Regions from separate parts of the Neogale vison genome. Here regions 1 and 2 are each linked to region 3. A link is a contact called in public Hi-C data. All regions are on one chromosome and are shown on one strand. The core of a region is the stretch at or near the end of the contact, and the rest is flanking DNA. Distances in the headings are between cores, read along the strand shown.

Evidence for each region. Hi-C and Micro-C count contacts between places; a contact is called where the count stands out from the background.
Region 1: a Hi-C map of fibroblasts shows a contact between it and region 3, with 5 times the contacts expected there. The contact joins the promoter of TRAM2 here to the promoter of MCM3 in region 3. A contact is called at or near these places in 2 of 3 Hi-C or Micro-C datasets (fibroblasts and muscle).
Region 2: a contact with region 3 is called in a Hi-C map of fibroblasts, with 4 times the contacts expected there. The contact joins the promoter of TMEM14A here to the promoter of MCM3 in region 3. A contact is called at or near these places in 2 of 3 Hi-C or Micro-C datasets (fibroblasts and muscle).

Annotation. Positions count from the first base shown.
Region 1 is chr1:98,688,608-98,691,875 of ASM_NN_V1, reverse strand. It overlaps TRAM2 (translocating chain-associated membrane protein 2), which reads left to right and starts at 1,760. Exons shown (of 11, transcript XM_044252850.1): 1 at 1,760-1,940. The coding sequence starts at 1,821.
Region 2 is chr1:98,781,138-98,784,221 of ASM_NN_V1, reverse strand. TMEM14A (transmembrane protein 14A) reads right to left here and starts at 1,829. Exons shown (of 5, transcript XM_044252873.1): 1 at 1,754-1,829.
Region 3 is chr1:98,409,830-98,412,907 of ASM_NN_V1, reverse strand. It overlaps MCM3 (DNA replication licensing factor MCM3), which reads left to right and starts at 1,653. Exons shown (of 17, transcript XM_044252749.1): 1 at 1,653-1,830. The coding sequence starts at 1,753. It overlaps LOC122909107 (a long non-coding RNA gene), which reads right to left and starts at 1,509. Exons shown (of 3, transcript XR_006385082.1): 1 at 879-1,509.

The DNA.
Region 1 (3,268 bases), core at 511-3,010, 280 kb before region 3:
CAGGGCTGGCAGTCATCAGTATGAGCAATGTCTAAGCTATCTACTTTACATTTCTCATTTATATACCTGGGATTTTATAATTCCAGGAGGTTATAATTCCTAACTATCTCCTGGGACTTTCAGCCTGAACACAGTGTAAAGAAGTTGACAGTATCCCACTTTTTATAAGAAATTCCCACCACAATATCCTCTACAAATGATCATGGGGAAACATGAGCAAAGTATTAGGTTGAACCATCTGAAATGCTGGTATTCTAGTTTTGAGCTATGGAGAAACTGATTGCATAGGGTTCAACCTAATAGATGTGGCTGCAGTTTGAAATTATGAACACCTTTTCATAGATGAAAAATTAAGATGCTCTACAGTTCTTGATCTTTCTATTCCTCATGAGACTTGGGTCCAGCTGAAGAAAGGTCAGCCTTGAAGTTAAATGTTTAGTCGAACATAGGCATTACTTTTTCATTTCCTGAAGTCATACAAATTAAAGACCAAAGGTTGTATGCTAAGTACTGACAAGTGAAGAAACTTCAGATGTCAAATTTATCTAGGAAGTCAAGGCCTGTCTCAAGCACATTTTGTACACGTGCCATGTTTAAGAAATCGTATTTACTTACAAGTGAAGTAACTGTGGACCTAATGAAAAAGAGAATAGGAATTAAAGAGTTCTTTGTTCATTTTGCATTTTTGCACATCTAGAAAGTGATTAGTTGGCTCCTTCATTACTGGTAGGAATGAATCCATTATTTGCCTATATAAATTAATTTATTAAAAATACATTTTGTCCTTTCCAGGAGTACTTTTAAAACTTAATATTAAATAGAAACTTTACATGAGACAGTGCCTTCTTTTTTTCTTCTTCCGTGTTTATTCTTCAGAGCAATTAATATTTGAGGCAGACTTTGGGTAAGACGTGTAGAACTAATTTATAGTAGCACAAATGTCTCAGAAGTTAGCAGAACTGCACCCATTCATCCACTCCCCTCATTGGAAAACAGGCCACCCCGGGGCAGGTTTTTTTGTTTGTTTGTTTGTTGCATTATTCCCAGCAATCCGAACTGTGCCTAGATCACTGCCAGCTCTCAATAAACACTTGGTTGACTTGATTCATTGAGCATCCGTGCCGGGCGCTGCGGCCAGCGGGAAGGCCCGCCGGCAGCCCTCCTCCCTCCACCGAACCTGCGCGGCTCTCGGCGCCGCAAGGAGCATCCGGCTACACGACCCACCCCGCTCCGCCCGGCCGCGGCCTCCCCGGCCCTTCCCTTCCCGCGGAGGAAGAAGCGAGCGCCGAGAAGTGGGAAACCCAGGCCCACTTCCTGTCCCGGCAAGGCTGGGCGTCAGCGCCCCCCGCGGCCTGCTCCCTGGGCGCGGCAGGCGGTCGGGCCACAGCAGCGAGAATGCGGCGGGGCGCGGCGGCGGCTGCGGCGGCGGGCCGGGAGACAGTCGCCGGGCTAGAGGACCCGGGTTAAGGGACCCGGGCCGCGCTCGCCGCCCCGCGCGCCGGCCCCGCCCCCTGCGCGTCCCGGCAGCCAGAGGGTTAAGCGCGCGGGGGGCGGGGCCGCAGCGAGGCCAGCGCGCGGAGTGCGGGCCGCGGGTGGGGAGGGGGCTGCGGCCGGGGGCGGTTCCGGGCGGCGGGGGCGGGGGCGGGCGGAGGAAGGGGGCGGGCCCCAGAAGTTGTTGGGCGCTAGGCCGGCGGGCGGGAGGGCGAGCGGGGCAGCGGGGCAGCGGGCCGGCGGGCGGACCGGGCCGGGGCTGGAGAAGTTTGCGCGGCGGCTCGAGAGCGCAGGGTGCGGGCCCCGCCGGCCGCTGCGCGCCCGCTGCCATGGCTTTCCGCAGGAGGACGAAAAGTTACCCGCTCTTCAGCCAGGAGTTCGTCATCCACAACCATGCGGACATCGGCTTCTGCTTGGTGCTCTGCGTCCTCATCGGGCTTATGTTCGAGGTGAGCGAAACTGGGGAGGGGGTGCCCCCTCTTGTGCGTCGCCCGGCGTAGCCCTGCAGGTCCCGCGGGTCCCCGTCAGAGCCGGGGCGCCTGGCTGCCATGTACGCTCTCCGCACCCCGGCTTTGTGCACTCTGCGCCCCCTTGGCCTCCTGGTCAGCCCGGACGCCACCCCTCAGCTCTGCGCCCTGCCAGCCGTGCCCTGCTCTGCCGCCCCCTTGAGCACCCACCCTATCCTGCAGCGCTCTCTGCAGCCCTGGATCCTAAGCCTGGCCTTGAATAAACCGCAGCGCTGCCACCCTGGCCCGACGAGTGGGGTTTCCTTTCTGGTGTCCTGGAGTCAAGCCCGGAGACTCCCAGACCCGCGGTCATTGCACAATTCCCCCTCTCAGGCGGTGGCCGCCAGCTAGCTCCCTCTGGCTTTTCCAGTGGGAGGGACCTTGACTCTTTTCCACGTCTCACCTGGTTTTCCAGCTCTAATGCATCCTCACGTCTGGGATATGCTCAGGGTGTTCACGTGTGGTCCTGGCCCCATCCCAGCAGTGCCCTTCTGCCATCCTCCTGCCCCTTCTCCCTTTTTTCGCCCTTGCCTAAGAGGCCAGGTTTCATATACCCTTTATTACTCTGTGGACTGTTCATTTAGATCCATCTATAGTGGACCCAGAACTTCTCCCCTGTTACAGGGGCATGGAGAGGGACAGGGATAGTCTCTGTTTTTAGGGGAAAGGTGATTCTCTCAGAGCTATGGGGGACAGGGGCTGGAGAGGATGGGTCCTCACCGGGACAGCAGTGCCCTGGTGTGGGCCTCACCAAGCAGAGTTTTAATAAGGCCCCTGGGGGTCAGAATCCAAGGGAATGATTCTCTGCTCCGGAGAGGGAGAAAAATGTGATATCCAAAGTGGAAAGAACTGGAGGAAAGTGAGTATTGGGCTTGCTCTGGTATATCTTGTCTCAAGAGTGAGATTATGTGAGTGACACTCCCCTCACTCTCACGGATGATGTCCCCTCTGAGGCGTGCCTGGTCCTCCCTGCTGGCTTGTGTTGCTTATCTGTGTTCTTGGGCATGGGTTAGGAAGCTGTAACCATTTATAAACAGCCTTGGAATTGGAGGCTTCCCAGTGTGGCTAATTTCTCCTTCAGGAGCCCTCTCTCTCTCAGTTCCCTGTCTCCCTTCTAAGGAGGACAGGGGTTCTACTTAGCCCTGAAGCTGTTCTCAGGCTGGGGACACTTTCATGGTGGCTAGTCAGGGTTGGATGTGTGAATGCACCCTTGGCTGGGCTTCGGGGTCTGTAGGAAACAAACTTGGGACCAGGATTGGGGTCTGCTGTCC
Region 2 (3,084 bases), core at 580-3,079, 370 kb before region 3:
GAAAGCATGGCTTGTTCTCAAAATGGACAGGCGTGCAGGGCAGTTATGAAGACATGGGCCTGGGGAAAAAGACAGGGCCAGGACACTTCTAAGTGCCGTAAAGGGAGGCTGGGTTCTGTCTCAAGGGCAGTAGAGATGACAGAAGGGAGTCTCTCCACCAGATTTAATTCCAGCCAGTGCTTGCTCGCAGTGGGTAGCGGGAGATGGGACGAAGTGAAGCAGGAAGCTGAGCTAAGCCAGAGCCGGTGGTGGCCTGGCCTGGAGCAACGGCAAGGAGGGTGGCTCAGCTCTGAGAGACGTTCAGGAAACAGAATCAATAAGCCTGGACGTGGGGAGTCCAGGGGAGGGATGAGTCAGAGATGACTCGCGTCTAGTCTCTGGATTGGTGCACCAGGAAGGAGAGGTGGGAGGCGGTGGGGGGGGGGCTTGATGCTCCTCCAGGAGATAGGGGGCCCTGGACCAGCAGGCATGTGGTAGCAGGCGGAGGGAAGAATCCAGGAATGGTGGGACCTATCTGAGACATAGTCTAAGATGCCTGACACACAGTGAGGAAAACACCTCTACACACAGATCGGAAGCTTATGAGATCACTCATCATCAGGTAGTAATTTGGGAACCTAATTTTCTCCTTAAACCGGCCACCTCATGTAAAAGGCCGATTCTTCTCTGTCCTCTGAGCCCCCAGTCTTCTTCTGACCCTCTCCTAGGGCCCCACCCCTTCTACCTGGCATTGAGTTACTTACTTTGAGCTCCCCTCCTCTGGGGCTAAGCTCAAGTTCTGTTCACCTTTGTCCTCCCCACATCACCAAGCTCACCGCCACGCACAAGGCAGGGTGTGCAGAAATACTTGCTGACTGAACCAAAGGAACAACTTTTGCCTGAAGGAAGACATTCTGTAACTGGTCAACCCTCAGTATAGCTCTACTGCCAGGCAATGGTCTGTTCCCTTAATCTCCTTACTGAGCTGAGTATTCTAAGGAGGCAAAATACATACACCTATTCCCAATCCTTGCAAGAAGTTTCTGAATACAGAGAGAAATTGCAGACAAAAAGCAAACATCCCTCTTGCTCCATGTCCATGGCAGGACCATTTGACCAGAACCACACAGGGAAGTGATGGAAGTAGGAGCTGATGGGTGCCTTGCTTCACAGGCTCTCACTGAAAACACTACCTCAGTACTTGGAGAGGCCAGAAAGCGTCTTGGGTGCAATGCAGCAAAAGTGATTTACTGCACCGCGTATGAAACCAGGTGATAGGGCCCTGCCTTGTCCCTAGCCCTCCAAAATTTGGGGGACCCACTAAGAGATTTTCCGTAAGCTACTGTATAAAAAACTACCTACCTTTGCACTCCTTGGGGGCTCGAAAGACCATTTTCGAATGAAGTCTGGGTGGTACTAGCAAGGTTAAACTGCCAAGCGTTTTTGCCATGGTCAGAGAACCCCATCCCTTCCCCGCCTCTCCCCAGTTCCAGGAAGGTCGGAAGGAGGACAGGTGGGAGATTCAGGGCCGCGGAAGGAAGACATTCCGGGAATTCCCAGGAGACGGAGAGAAGCGCTGCTTGGAAGAAGCAGCCGCCATCCCCTGCAAAATCCTCCCCAGGTCATTAGCATCTTTGCTCAGATCTGTGCCTTTACAAGAAAATTCAGAGGAGGAAGTTCTCGACTGCGAGGTATACAGCTAACCTGCAGCCTCGAGCCCTCCCCGCGGCTCAAAAGAGAAAAATCGGGAGCCAGCCTCGGGCCAGCCTCGTACCTGGTGTCCGGAAGCGGTCCCCGCCGCCAGCACCTCCTGATTCTGCGCGCTACCTCCCCGCACTGGCAGAGCCTGCTGGTTCGGGGCGGTGCCGGTCCCGCGGCGCGCATGCGCCACGGCTTGCCCTCTCCTCCGCCGGGCGTGCCCGGCACAGGCTGCGGACCCGAGGCCAGTCGGTTCCTCCGCCGCTCGCTCTTTCTGCCCGGCTTTCCGCTCTGGCTCTACAGCCGTGCAGGGGTCTGCTGCCTCCTGCCGGACCCGGTAGGACGGGGAAGCCCCCGCAGAGAATAGGTCTGGGTGTAGCTGGCATCCCAGAAGGCGGAGTTTTAACCTTGAGGTTCGTCCACCACTCAGAGGACAGCAATCAGGCCTTTTAGATTCTTGCCAGCGACTGTCCCCATTTTCAGTGCGGGAGCTAAGGTTCAGACAGATGGGGTGACTGAGTTGTCCACGGTCTCAGGTCCTAAGTGGGGTACAAAGGTTAGAGCCCAAGTTTGGTTTCTAAGCCGGAGCTCCCTTCGTTATATCACACACATTATATCACTCCCTTCAAATATCTCCGCTCCAGAGGTGGAGGGGAGCTCAGGATCCCGGTTTTATACTCCACGCCCAGGATTTGCTGGGCCTAATTAAGGGAAGGGAAAGGTAGAGACTGACAGACGTGCAATGCACTTTAAGTCATGGCTAGTCTCAGGATGGATGATCCCGGAAATGAATTCAGTGGATTTGGAATTGTTCCTCCTGGCAACAAATGCTCATTTCACGCCAGTTTTGCCTTCCAAACCACATACTATAACTCTAACCAGACTCCTTACCCTAGCCTCCCCCAACCCTCTCTCCAGACTTCCAGGACTTGCCCTATCCAGAATAAAAGTAAAACCCCTCTTGGAATGCTTCCCTTATCTTTACCTGATAGGACCTCCACTAAATAACTTGCCCCTGACTTCAGACGTCAGTGCCTGGATTTATAAGATGCTGCTCAGAGATCCCTTTGACCCTGTCACTGAGGTATGGGAAGCTGGAAACAGTCCCATGATATTCCTACTCAAGGCATTTTCACCTAAACTTAAAAGAATAAATTTCTATGATGGGAAATTCCATATTCTTGGACATGTGGGTTCACAAACGTTCTTAGGCAAAGAGGTCACTGTCCTCTCAATTCATATGCCAGCTAATAATAAGGTTAGAGCGCAAGGCGAGGGTACCACCAAGCATACTTCTCTCTACCTATTTGTCAAGCTGTCTATTCATGATCCCAGCAGAGACAGATGGCCCTATGATGAGCCATCAGCTGCCTTTGGCAATCTGGAAAAACACAAGAACAATAAAAA
Region 3 (3,078 bases), core at 404-2,903:
CTAAGTGTCCTGGTTCTTTTAACATGAATTTCAACTTGTTTTCAGAACTGAGAATATGTCAGTACTGCCTTCAATATATTCACAAAATGATAGTTACGGTCAAGGGATAAAGGTACTCTTACATTAATAAGTAATTATCTCTTACTGTATAATTACAAACAGGATCCTCATCTAGAATTTTCCGTTTTTATAAAAAAATTCCTGTTAATATAAACCAAAGCAAGCAGTTGGATGACCACCTTTTTTTCCTTGAGTAAGGATCAATGTATCTACCCACAAGGATGACGCCAAGTATGTAGAAACTATAAACTGTATAATAACTAAAAATACTTACTTACAAATAGATGGCATATATATTTTGTTTAGGCAGGTTATACTTAGAATACTTATTAGGGCACAGTGAGTCCTGGGGATCTTCGAACATAAACTAATTACAAATTAATTGGCTGAACTTACAGATATAGAATTCGCAGGTGTCTAGTCCTATTCAGTAAAATTAAAAACACATGCTGGGGCAATAGGACTGTTCTTGATTGCACTGGGTGGTTACACGGGTATACACATAATAAAAATTCATTGAGATGTACACTTAGGATTTGTGCATTTTAATGTATATAAATTATACCTCAAGAACAAAACTAAAAAAAAAAAAACCCAGAAAAGACTAAAAACAAGCGAAAAAACCCACCTTTTTGCAAAGGTTGCAAACAAGCAATTGGTCTTTTAGTTATCTGTGATTTGAGATTTGCTACATCTTAATTATGACTAATAGAGTGGCCCGAAACACTTTTTTGTTTCTTCTTCTGTTTAATTATCTTTCAATAAACTAAGTTAATTTAAAAGATCTTGTGATCTCCCTTTAAAACGGAAAGACTTACCCATTTGCAAGTAAGATGGTGTAGTGATTATGTGCTGAATTTTGTAGAATAAAACACGAGGCCATCTCAAGGGGGCAGGACACAATACTGAAAATGTTTCTTTGACTTCGCCCTCCTCCGCCGCCTATTTTTACGTGTTACTTCAGGCAATGGTATTCAGAGAGCAAATGGGTCGCTCGACTAAAGAAACTTTTCCAAAGATGCTATTATTCTATTTCCATCCCAGATTCTCAAAATTCACTTTTTTCTCGGAATGCCACTTGAGGGCAGTTTGCTTGAGAAACATACCCAGCACGCCTGATTTTAGTACACTTAAAAAACAGGTTGCTATTATGTTTTTATGTCCCTGCGTAAAAACTCCCATTCGCTGACGTTTAGGCTACTTTTATTACAACCGCCAGGCAGTCTCTTTAGCGTAGGTCAAGGAACGCCAGCTTGAAAAAACAAAAACAAAAACAAAAACAACGTACAAAACATCCGGGGAAAGGGGGAAGACTACGACTCCCAGAATGCAGGGCGTCCTCCTCCTCTTGCCCGCCTGTCCAATGATCAGACCCCGCGAGCCTCCTCTCGGCCCCATTGGTCAGCTTTCCTGTCAGTGAGGGGAGAAACTGAGGGCTCCGGGCGTCATATTTCCCGCCACCTCGAGGTGCGTCTCGGGAAAGCCGAAGTGGAACAAGTTCTCGATTGGATATTCGGTCTTCTCGCGTAAGAGGAATCAGCCAATCAGAATGTGAATATCGTCCCGGAAAACCCCTCCTCTTCCTGACTTAGCTTTTGGTGGCGGGAAACGTTCGGAAGTTTTCGCGCCGGGGCGGTGTCATCGGAAGACCGCCGGCGCGGTTCTGGAGGAAGCGGTTCCCTGGCGGCGAGCATGGCCGGGACAGTGGTACTGGACGACGTAGAGCTGCGAGAGGCGCAGAGAGATTACCTGGATTTCTTGGATGACGAGGTGAGGGAGGCGCGGGGGCGCGAGACTCTGGCGCTTGAAGGTCCTGGGGACGCTGACGGGCCGAGGGAGGCCACGGCGGATGCTGCTCCACGCCGGGCCGGGGTGGGGCGGGGCACTCCCGGTACGTCCGTCGGGCCTCCCGACTCTTGCGGCGGGGCTGGCGCCCTCAGGAGTCTTCCATCCAGGGTCGCGTAGCGTTTCTGGCGTGGAGTCCGCAGCTCGTGTCCTGTAGGTGCAGCCTTGAGAGCAATCCTGAAACTCTCCTGCGTGCTGATGGGGCGGGGTCTCGCGAAAGGCAGCGGGTTTCTTTCAAGTGCGCACAAAATGGCAAAGCTCGCTTTGACCTTTCGGAAATCACTCCGGGCTCTCTCAGTTTGAAGGGAGTGTGGGGGGGAGGAATGCTGTCCAACTGATGCGGGACAGAAGGCTGGCTGGGGACAAAGCAAAAGCTGACACCCAGCAACCTTCTCCGACCCCCCTCCTGAGTGGGACCTGTGTGACTTTCTTTAGGAATCTCCCACCTATCTTAATGTTAATACCTTGCTAGAGGGGAAAATGACCTTGACAGTGGCAAGGCTTCGGCATCTTGTAGGTCCTCTAGCATATGAAAGTTCTATTGAAAACCTCCCTTTGCTTACTTCCCCCACCCCCTTGGTATTGAACCTGCCACCCTTCACAATCCCGGGGCAGCAGCTCTTTCCGCCCACGGGTCCTGTCCCCGTGCTTTAATAAACCACCATTTTGCACCAAAAATGCCTCAAGAATTCTTTCTTGGTCATCGGCTTTGGACCTCACCCCACTGAACCTCACCTAGGTTCTAGAACTTCATCAGAACGATAGGGATCCGCTAACTTAAAGACCTGCAGGTAGGGCGGAAAAGACTACCTTACTTGGCTGCATTGGATTTCACTGCCAAAGGAGATGCAGAAAAGTGTTTGCTATGCTGGCAAAGGGGGCTTTGTATGCTGTCCAGGATTGGAAGCCATAGACTATTGTAAAGCTCTTAAAAGGGTGGATAATGCTGGGTCTGTAAACAAATAGGGAGGCTTCCTGTTCCTTTAGGTCTGGCTAGAGAACTCTCTTCCCTATTATACAGCTAATCGGGGGAATAGAATATTTTAATTCCCTCTGTAATTCTTCAGTGAAAAGTCATTTTAATCTGCTAATTTACATTTTGATAAGCCTTTTAAAAATTTTTTTAAAATTTTTTCTTAAGTTTTTTTTTTTTTTTTAATTTGACAGACAGAG